Linked DNA regions of Mus musculus: region 1 is linked to region 2. A link is a contact called in public promoter capture Hi-C data. All regions are on one chromosome and are shown on one strand. The core of a region is the stretch at or near the end of the contact, and the rest is flanking DNA. Distances in the headings are between cores, read along the strand shown.

Region 1 (4,648 bases), core at 1,967-4,466, 1.0 Mb after region 2:
AAATTTTTTATTTTTATATTTTATTTTATAGATGTTTTGCCTTGCATGTATGTCTGTGCACTATCTGCATGCCTGGTACCCTTGGAGGTCAGAAGAGGACACCAAATTCCGGGAACAGCAATTACAGATGGCTGTTGTTTTCCAACTTGGGTTGGCAACTCACACCCACAAGTCAGCTACAGCCACTCCCACTGGACCTCAATAAGCCAATTAAGAGACGAACTTAAAAGTGGAAAGTGGAAAAGGTGTTTTGTTTTGTTTTGTTTTGTTTTCAACGTGATGCTTAGCAAAGAGGGACAAGTCTGTCTTCTGGGTACTGAAGTGAGATCAAAGTTTAAACAGAGGGCCAAAGCTATGTACACTAAGCAGTCAGTCCATCAGGGTGTGGCACTGCCCATCATTGACCAGGGAATGGAAGAAATCCTGAAAAGAAGCTGTGTCTGCAGAGACTGATAAGTTCATTTGTGTTTCAGACCTGTGGAGAGACTGGAATGTTGCAGATCTAGAGGCTAACTACCTTATCTTGGGCTAGTTCTAGCCCTCTGGAACAACCGTTCTCTGCATTAAAACTAACATCCTGTGACTAATAGATAAAAACCTTTAAGAAGCTATTAACTCAACCGACCATTAGCTTCCACCAACCCAACAACTCAGAGAGCATCTTGGGTCTATAGAAAAGCCTCCCTCATTTCGCTGTACCTCTCTGTGCCTGCCTCTCTGATTTAACTTGCCTTGACTTTTGATTTTCTTTGTTATGTAAAACTATAGAAACTTCATTAAACTGCTTCCATGTTGGAACATGGAACTGAGGGTAACCTAAATCTGTGTTCCTGGGCCACGGTCTTTCACAATGGCTCCTGAATAAACTATAAATGATTCCTCTAACTCTTGTTCCCTTTAAGATAACAGCTGTGGGGCTGGAGAGATGGCTCAGCAGTTAAGAGCACTGACTGCTCTTCCGAAGGTCCTGAGTTCAAATCCCAGCAGCCACATGGTGGCTCACAATCATCCGTAATGAGATCTGGTGCCCTCTTCTGGAGTGTCTGAAGACAGCTACAGTGTACTCACATGTAATAAATAAATAAATTATTTTAAAAAAGATAACAGCTGTGGTCTTTGCTATAGACTCATCCTCTTCCTCTCTCTCTCTCTCCCTGCCTGACCTGTAAGGTGGTCTGACAAGTTCTTGAGAGTCCCCTCTAGCTGGTGCCTGCTCTTTCTCCCTGCATGAGATTCCTAAGGGGAAATTCTCATTTCTTTGGGATCCATTGTTTCAACAGTTTGATAGGAGAGACACAAGTTTCTCTAAAGAGAAACTTTATTTTCATTTCTGCCTGACCTGTCATACTTTGAGCTGCCATGTGGGTCCTGAGACTTCAGTCATCTGGAAGAGTAGCCAGTGCTCTTAAATACTGAGCCAACTCTCCAAGACCTGGATGCAAGCTTTGGTTTTCGTTTTTGTTTTGGTTTATTTATTTATTTATTTATTTTTGGAGACAGGGTTTCTCTGTACAGCCCTATAGCCCTGGCTGTCCTGGAACTCACTTTGTAGACCAGGCTGGCCTTGAACTCAGAAATCCACCTGCCTCTGCCTTCCAAGTGCTGTTTTGTTTTTCATTTTATTTTGAATTGGTGGTGGTGGTGGTGGTGGTGGTGTGTGTGTGTGGCTTCCTTTCACCTCTGGATATTATACACTATCTAGACACCGAGTTAAATTTGTAACTCTGGCTGCTTAGTCACTGGAAGCCATAAGCCAAGCACCTGATTTGGGGTCATACATAGCCTTTACTCTTCAGGACTTCCTTTTTCAGCATTACTTTCTACCCTCACTTTACCTGAGAGAAAACAGAGTCGGGCCATGCCGCTTGACTTGCTTCTGACCATGGTTCCTTTGTGAAGTGAGTGTATATTACAGGTTTCCAAGGCAAAACTGGTGTCCACCCAGTTCCCATGGTGGGAATTCAGTGAATCCTGTCAATGGGGTCAGTCAGCTGCCTGTTTGCCAATCCTTCACAAGCCTCCCATGGCCGCCTCCTCCTCCCCCCTCCTCCTCAGTCCTCCAGGGTCCTCAAGGCTTCAGTTTACAAATCCTGCCTTCCTCCTCCCAGAATTCAGGTCAGAGATTCTCCTATTGTTATGTCTCCCATCTGCCCACAGCTTTACCCAACAAGGCTCCAGTCTCTGAGGTCCCATGGTTTTCCATGCCTCTGAGGCTGTTCTCCAGCCTCAACCACTTTGCTAAAGATTCCAAGGTCCTCACAGCCAGTCCAACCAGTAGCTGAAACAGGCTTCCAGCCACATCTTCTTTGAAGTCTGCTTTGTCCTTTTCTGGCAGTTCAAGCTCCGGGAAGCAGTAGTGCTCACTTCTCTCGTTTCCCTCAGAACCTAGCACTCTGCATATCCCTGCACACGTCTGTAAACTTGCTACAGGCTGAAGTGTTTTCATAGGCCCACATCTATGATCACTAATAGCTAGCTTCTAGCGGTCCAGCATCAGGAGCCTGGGCGAGCACCGCACACAATGAATCTCAGGAAGGGATTCTGTTCTCCAAATGCAATTAAGATCAAGGCTGTTGGTGGTCCCCACTTAGCCTGACCTATTTGAACCCATTCTGCTCTCACTACTATCACTTCTGACCTGTTACAAACTCCGTCTTCTTTGCAGTGGTACTCTGGGGTGGTTTTCTGACCAAGGCACACGTGTACCATTCTAGAAATATTACCTGTACAAACTTTGGGCTGGAGATCATTGACAATATTTGTTCAACTTTCTTGTTACAGTGGAAGAAATTAAGGCCCAGAGAAGTGATAAGCACACCTTAGGTCACATAGCAAGGAGGAAACAACCTGACCTAGATTCAAGGAGCCTCCCGGCACCGGCAACTGCGTCCCAAAGTCTTTTTCGCTTTCCTCCTCAGAGTCTCCTTTGCTCTTTCCACAAAACAATCATCTTCCCTCTCTCACATATCAGTGTTAACTCGGGCCTGTGTACCAGCTCCAAGCCGAGAGAAATTTCTCGGGATATGATCCGCAGTAAGAAGGAAGACTCACTGTCAAGAGAGTACCAGGGACTCTGAGGAGGCGGTAGCAATCTCTAGCCCCGCCCCAAAGCGCATCAGACCCCGCCCCTAAGCGTGCCAAGCCCGGGCACGCTCGACCAGGACAAGGCGGAAATCCTAAGTCCCGCCCTCCGTAAAGACCGCCCCTACTGACATGGACAGGCAGAAGCCTAATTCAATGAGAAGAAAGAACCGGCCGCTTTAGTCCTATGGGGTGCGACAACACAACATGAGGGTCTTTCCGGATCTTTGCACGCCCCTGGGTGCTCCAGCCCAGAAGTGTCGTAGCTGAGAGGACCATCTGTGCAGGTAAGGCTGTTCCCATGCGTGGCGTGCATCTGGGCGCCGACGGAGGGTGCCGCTGTACCCACGCAGAGGACAGAGAAGGCAAGGCTGAAGGCAGGAGGAGTGAGCGTGCCATACAAGGCCGGAGTGGGCGTGGGCCAGGACCTGGCGAGTCCTGCGGCGTCCCCAGGATCCCCTTGCAGAGTCCAGCCTGCAGTAGACCTCTGCCTCTGTTGAAATTTGGGCTGTGAAGAAACACGAGGCCAGGAGGCCAATAGTACTTTATGGTATAAATTTTGGAAGTTTATGTTTTTGGTTTTTTTGTTTTTTGGTTTTTCGAGGCAGGGTTTCTCTGTGTAGCCGTGGCTGTCCTGGAACTCACTCTGTAGACCAGGCTGCTGGCCTTGAACTCAGAAATCCGCCTTCTGCCTCCCAAGTGCTGGGATTTTGCTTTTTTTTTTTTTAAAGGCTTCTTTTATGTATGTGGATATTTGGCGTGCATACATGAGTGTACTTCGAACAAGCCTGGTGTTCAGGGAGGCCAGAAGAGATCAGTGAGATCTCCTCCAGCTGGATGATCGTGAGCCGCCCTGCGGGGTGCTAGGATTTGAACCTGGGTCCTCAGCTTTCTTAACCACTAAGACATCTACACACACACACCTTTTAAAAGAGCTTTTATTTTTAATTGTGTATGTGGGTGTGTGTGCTTACATGTGTCTGTGGAAGATCCAAGAGACCCAAATGTGTCAAACTCCTGAAACTGTAATTTGAGACGTTGTGAGCTCCTGAACTCTGAAGAACAGCAAGTGCTCTTAACTGCTGAGCTATCTCTCCAACCCTAGCGGTATCTTTATAAGACACAGAAAGAGAGGTTACGTGGTGGCTTGCCTGAGGTTGTGTGCAGGCTGGTATTTGGAAAAGTTAGGAAGCCCAGATGTGGACCAGCCTCCATTCCCTGCCACAGTAAGATGGGTGTTAGTGAGAAACGAAGCCTTTCCACACCAGTTCTAGTGACTTTGGGGAGCGCCACAACTCCCTCCACCTTGGATGACCAGACACAGCCTTGTGTGTGGAGCAAGGCAGTAAGAAGAAAAACATAAAACAAAACAACTAACAACTCCAAGTCAGCTACTCGGAGAAGACAAAAATCCCACGACCTGGAAATCCAGTTGTCGATAACAGTGGAAAGTAATCGAGGTGGTGTCTTTTGGCTGATGGAGCCTACAAGTGCAGGATGCTCCTGTATCTCTAATGCGACTTTGTTAGTCAGGTATTGTTAGTTCTATAAGCCTCGGTTTCCATGC
Region 2 (4,565 bases), core at 468-2,967:
CTAGGACATTTTTCTTAGGGTTGGAATGAGACTTGTCATTGTCTCAGGTCAATTTTCATCTTTTCACCGGTTGTTTTCATCTGTTGAAGAGTTTTAATGCCGGGTTAGCCTTCACAATAGCCACTATCCCTCCAGGAGTGTCATATGTCTCAGTGAGGCCCCCATTGTGCTGATAAGCTGCGGACAAGACCTGTGGCCACCCAATAGACTATCCCCGTTGTTTTCAAATTGGATGCCGCAGCTCTGGGAGTGTCAGCTGGTTCTGAGGCTTTAGTCCAGACTATACATTTCTTCAAGGTTGTGCCTGCCCCCTCACACCATTTATTTTCCCCATTCCTTTAGTCCAGGCTTTGTTGGGAGGGACAAGGCAGAGACAGACCTGGAATCCCTTGATGAACATTATCCAGGGTGGGTCTCTCCACCTCAGCAAGCTGCTGAGATCTCTAGCATCCCGTTAAACCTGGGGCAGAGACTCTGTGATGCTCTGAGAGTGAATGTGCAGTATTCGTGGGACCCATAGCAGTTCCTCTGTGTGGGCTGAACCAGCAAAGGACGGTAACTCACGGGCTTCACTGAGGCATGAGTTGGGGTCACCCTCTTTCCTTTGGTGGGTGGGTGGAGAAGAAAGAGTCAATTAGATTTACTTAAATGACTCCCCTCTACACCAGCCAAAACCAAAATCAAGGTCTCTTTAGATAGCTCACTAAAGAGGTGAGTAGCCTCATTACCAAAACCTGCTGCTCAGAGACTTCCGCTCCCAGCGGAATTCCCCCCCCCCCACCCCATGCTCTTCTGACAGTTTTACAGTTCAAAGTTCAGAAGGAGGAGGGAGAGAAGTTTCATAGGAGGAAAGATCTCTACAAAATTAGAAACGAAGTTCATGTCCCCAGCTTCCAGGCTGCTTGTCAGGAACACAAAAGGTGGCATGTGATAGCGATGTAGGTTGTGAGTTTAGGAGAAAATCACAGAGGGGCCAAGGAGAGAAGATGCCATGGGTATGTGTGTAGCCATTCACTTTAGTACTGAACTTTCCGGAGCCAGAACGTCCCCCAGCACCAACTTGCACCCGTGCAGGCTTAACAGCATGCTGTGAGCGTCCTCTGCTGTCTGTGTTTGGGCCGGCATCCAAGCCAGTTGGGCTGTTTCCTTAATGGCTACAAGCAGGCGTCTCTCCCGCTTTCAGTTTCAAGAAGTACCATAGCCCCATCAGAGTCTGCGCTAAGGAGTGGGACTGGCCAAACTGACCCCTTCAGTACTGCATCTTTTTTAAAAAAAAATATTTTTTTTGGTGGTGGAAACTCTAGAGGGCGGAGAAAAAAGAGGTCTTGCTGTGTGAACCGGGGAGGAGGGAAGGGAGTCGTGGCGGGGAGGGAGTGGGGGTGGGGGTGGGGGTGATAGGTTATTTCTGCTCCAGGGCAAGAAGGAAAGAATCTCTGTGGAGATTCCTCCCCCCACCCCCACCCCCCGGAAGGCACTTCCAGCTTTTGTAAACCTCAACATCACTGCGGAGGGAAGCCGTTGGAAAGCTGCCCCTGGGAATTATGGGGCAGGGAAGTCAGAAAGCATAGAGTGATCTTAGATAGACTGCTAGGCTTTGAGGTGCAGAAACACATACTACCCCTTCCTTTAAAGGCGGTCCAGCGGCATCAAACGCTGATGTCGATGAAGCCGCTGATGCGGTTCTCCATGATTGGAGGAAAGCAGGGGTGACGTCAGCGCATGCTTGTAATTCCCGCACTCAGGCTGCAACAGGAGGGATCTGGTTAAGGCTGTGTTCAGCCTGGGCTACAGAGGAGGAGATCTTGTTTAAAACGCAAGACAAATCAAACAAGAAAAACCAACGAGGGGGAGAGAAAAGGGTCAGGCATCAGGATTCATTACATGTATGTAGTAGATCTAAAGTGGAAATTTCTGGTTTCTTTGAAGACTTGGGTTATAATGTTTTGCTGGGACAATCAGGGGAAAGGATGTCTTGCTAAAGCAGACACGTGAGAGAATGTTTTGATGAAGGAGACACAGGTGAGAGGATGTTTTGCTATAGCAAACAGGTGAAAGGATGCCCAATGTTTAGAAAGAATATAAATATGGCCCCACAGAGAGTGGGAGCGCCAGCTGCTTTGCCTCCACTGCCTTGCAAGCCTTCGCTGATGACACGCATAGATTGGTTCACCTTCCATTGCATTGCTGAAGTTCGCTTGTAGTGACCTCATAGAGAGAAACCCACCAAAATAACTTCTTGTGAGAGTCCTGCGACTTCTGGTCACTGGACTTGGCCGATTGGCAAACCTCACCTTATCCCCTGGAGTGAACTGCCTTTGCTGTTCCCGGTGTGTTGCCTGCCAACTGGACTGGACTGCAGTTGCTGATTTATGTTTGGTGTTTGCTAGTTGACAGAAAACAATGAAGATGGGAATCGCCCCCAAAGAACTATTTCTAAAGAGGTCCACTTCACCCCTATCCTAATAACCTTTCTTTTCCACTACCTCTGCTAGAGGGGAAGTCGAACTCTTATTAAAGTAGGTTGTGAAAAATATATGCCTACATAGATCCTTGCTATAATGAATAAAATGGGCATAAGAAATGTCTCGTTGTTTCCCTCCCTTCATGCTCCAGACCCAGCCTAGTGTGGCTAAGCTGAAAGGAGAGTCCAATTTCGGTAGCTACCCAAATGGTCTCCTGCCCTCCTGCTCCGACATAGGAGCTGGGGGGTCTGAAAGGAGATGCCCAGCCTGAAGTCCCCTGCTCACTTATTAGATGTTCAAGGGTCACCTCCCCAGCCCCCCAAGTGCTGTGACCATTGTAGGAACCTGAAAAGGTCTGTCTCCCTTCTGAGCTTGGGCCATTCTCATACCTTCTTATTTCTCCATGCCTGGCCTAGCACAGGCTCATGGAGGCCACTCAGCCTGGGCAGGAGGGACACCACTCTTTACAGCGCCTACCCAAGGATCACCCATGGGCATAAGGTGTGAAAGGAGACACCAGGTGTCTCTGAAACCCAGGGCACATTCCCAGTGTCCACATAGCATCTCTTGTTACTCTGAACTGATAACCTGTCCACTGCCGCCCGCCAGGCTTTGCAGTAATGCTGCTGTTTTCTGTTTTTACAAAGAAAGAGGCCATGACAGTGGCTTCATAGATTAAGAGCTGTGAGCTGCCTACATTGGAGACAGACATCACTAATGTAAGAAGGGTTTGAGTGTTCGGTGTGAGTGCCCATGGCTGAGATGAGACAAATTAACTTATCAAGTACCACTCAGCATCCAAGCACTGGCTCTGTGCAGAATGGAGTTACTTCCCAGTCATGCTAAATGACACTGGCTAGCGTGCTTCCTCCCCAATTCATGGTTCTGATTCTGTGATGTGCACAGCAGTTATAGACAGCAGCTGAGGGACGTTTCTGAAATTCTGAGTAATTCAGATTCTTCTGTGTATATATGTAAAAGTCTAGATCCTCAACCTTCCTAACACCGCACCCCTTTAATACAGCACAGTTCCTCAGGATATGGTGACCCAGATCGTGAAATTACTTTTGTTGCTACTCTATAACTGTAATTTTCCTACGGTTATGAATGGTAATATAAATAGCTGACATGTGGATGGTCTTAGATGGCCCCTCTAAAAGGGTCCTTCGGCTTAGAGGGGTCGCGGCTCACAGGTTAAGAACGACTGCTCTGTAGTGCTTAAAGTGAGACATTGTTTCTTCTGAATGGTAACCATGCAGGCAACGGTAAGTGATTTGATCAATCTTTATACAAATGCAAGGTTGACTCTAGATGTCAGAACTTTCAAGAAAGACATCAGACTCTTAGAAGTGCTTTCGAAGCTATAGTATGTTAGCTAACACAGCTGTGTACACTCACAACAGCTTTGTGTGTGGACACAAGACATTTTAACCACTCACCACCCTCTCTTCCCCATTTATCACCTGCGGGCCCACTTCCTCTTTCCAACTATAGAAGTAGTCTTAACTTACAGCTTGCCATTCAATATGAAGTTTGTCCTTTAAACCATAGTAGAAATGCTAGTGACTATTTCAAGAGGAAAAGCTTTCCTGACAACACTGCCCATTTGAATATCCCTTTTTTATATTATGATTTACATTTTTGGTAATGTGTTTTGTTTATAGATCCTTGAAAACATGAGAATAAGTCAAGAGGATGATTCAACATAGAAAAAACATGGCAGCAGGGATGTAAAGAGAGGAGACCGAGCAGAGCAGAGAAATAGGGAGTACTCAGAGAAACAACAATCGGACATACTAAAAGTGAGCAGCCTTGCGTGTCACAAAGCATTCATGCCCTTCTTCATGCTGACAAAGGGAGACTGGATCCAGCTGATGCAATGTGCCCAGCAAAGATAAGGAATGAGATGAGGCCGTCAGAGGGAATCCTGGCTCTCAGTCAGTCAGCCAGTATGTGACTGTCAACAGCAGAGAGTTTTATGGAAGACATCTTTTCATGCCTCCAGTTGGATGAGGTGGGCTGGAGGCTGTGCCTATATCTGCCTAACATTCCAGTCATAAAGGAGAGGCAGAGCCCTAGAGCAGTGATTCTCAACCTTCCTAT

Evidence for each region. Promoter capture Hi-C pulls out the DNA fragments that hold promoters and counts their contacts.
Region 1: a contact with region 2 is called in a promoter capture Hi-C map of liver, with 3 times the contacts expected there. The contact joins the promoter of Dcaf4 here to the enhancer-like site in region 2. A contact is called at or near these places in 3 of 39 promoter capture datasets (hippocampal neurons and liver), 1 of 115 datasets of contacts at active chromatin or transcription factors (astrocytes) and 1 of 9 other capture datasets (liver).

What each region holds. Positions count from the first base shown.
Region 1 is chr12:83,517,250-83,521,897 of GRCm38.p6, forward strand. Dcaf4 (DDB1 and CUL4 associated factor 4) reads left to right here and starts at 3,217. Exons shown (of 14, transcript NM_030246.2): 1 at 3,217-3,368.
Region 2 is chr12:82,469,089-82,473,653 of GRCm38.p6, forward strand. No RefSeq gene overlaps it. Among named protein-coding and RNA genes, the nearest start is that of Gm30966, 5.4 kb to the right of the region's middle. Within about 2 kb of position 1,718, at least 295 of the 459 cell types and tissues checked have an H3K27ac peak or open chromatin away from gene starts, as enhancers often do. A contact at or near this core is called in astrocytes, hippocampal neurons and liver, where this site is marked.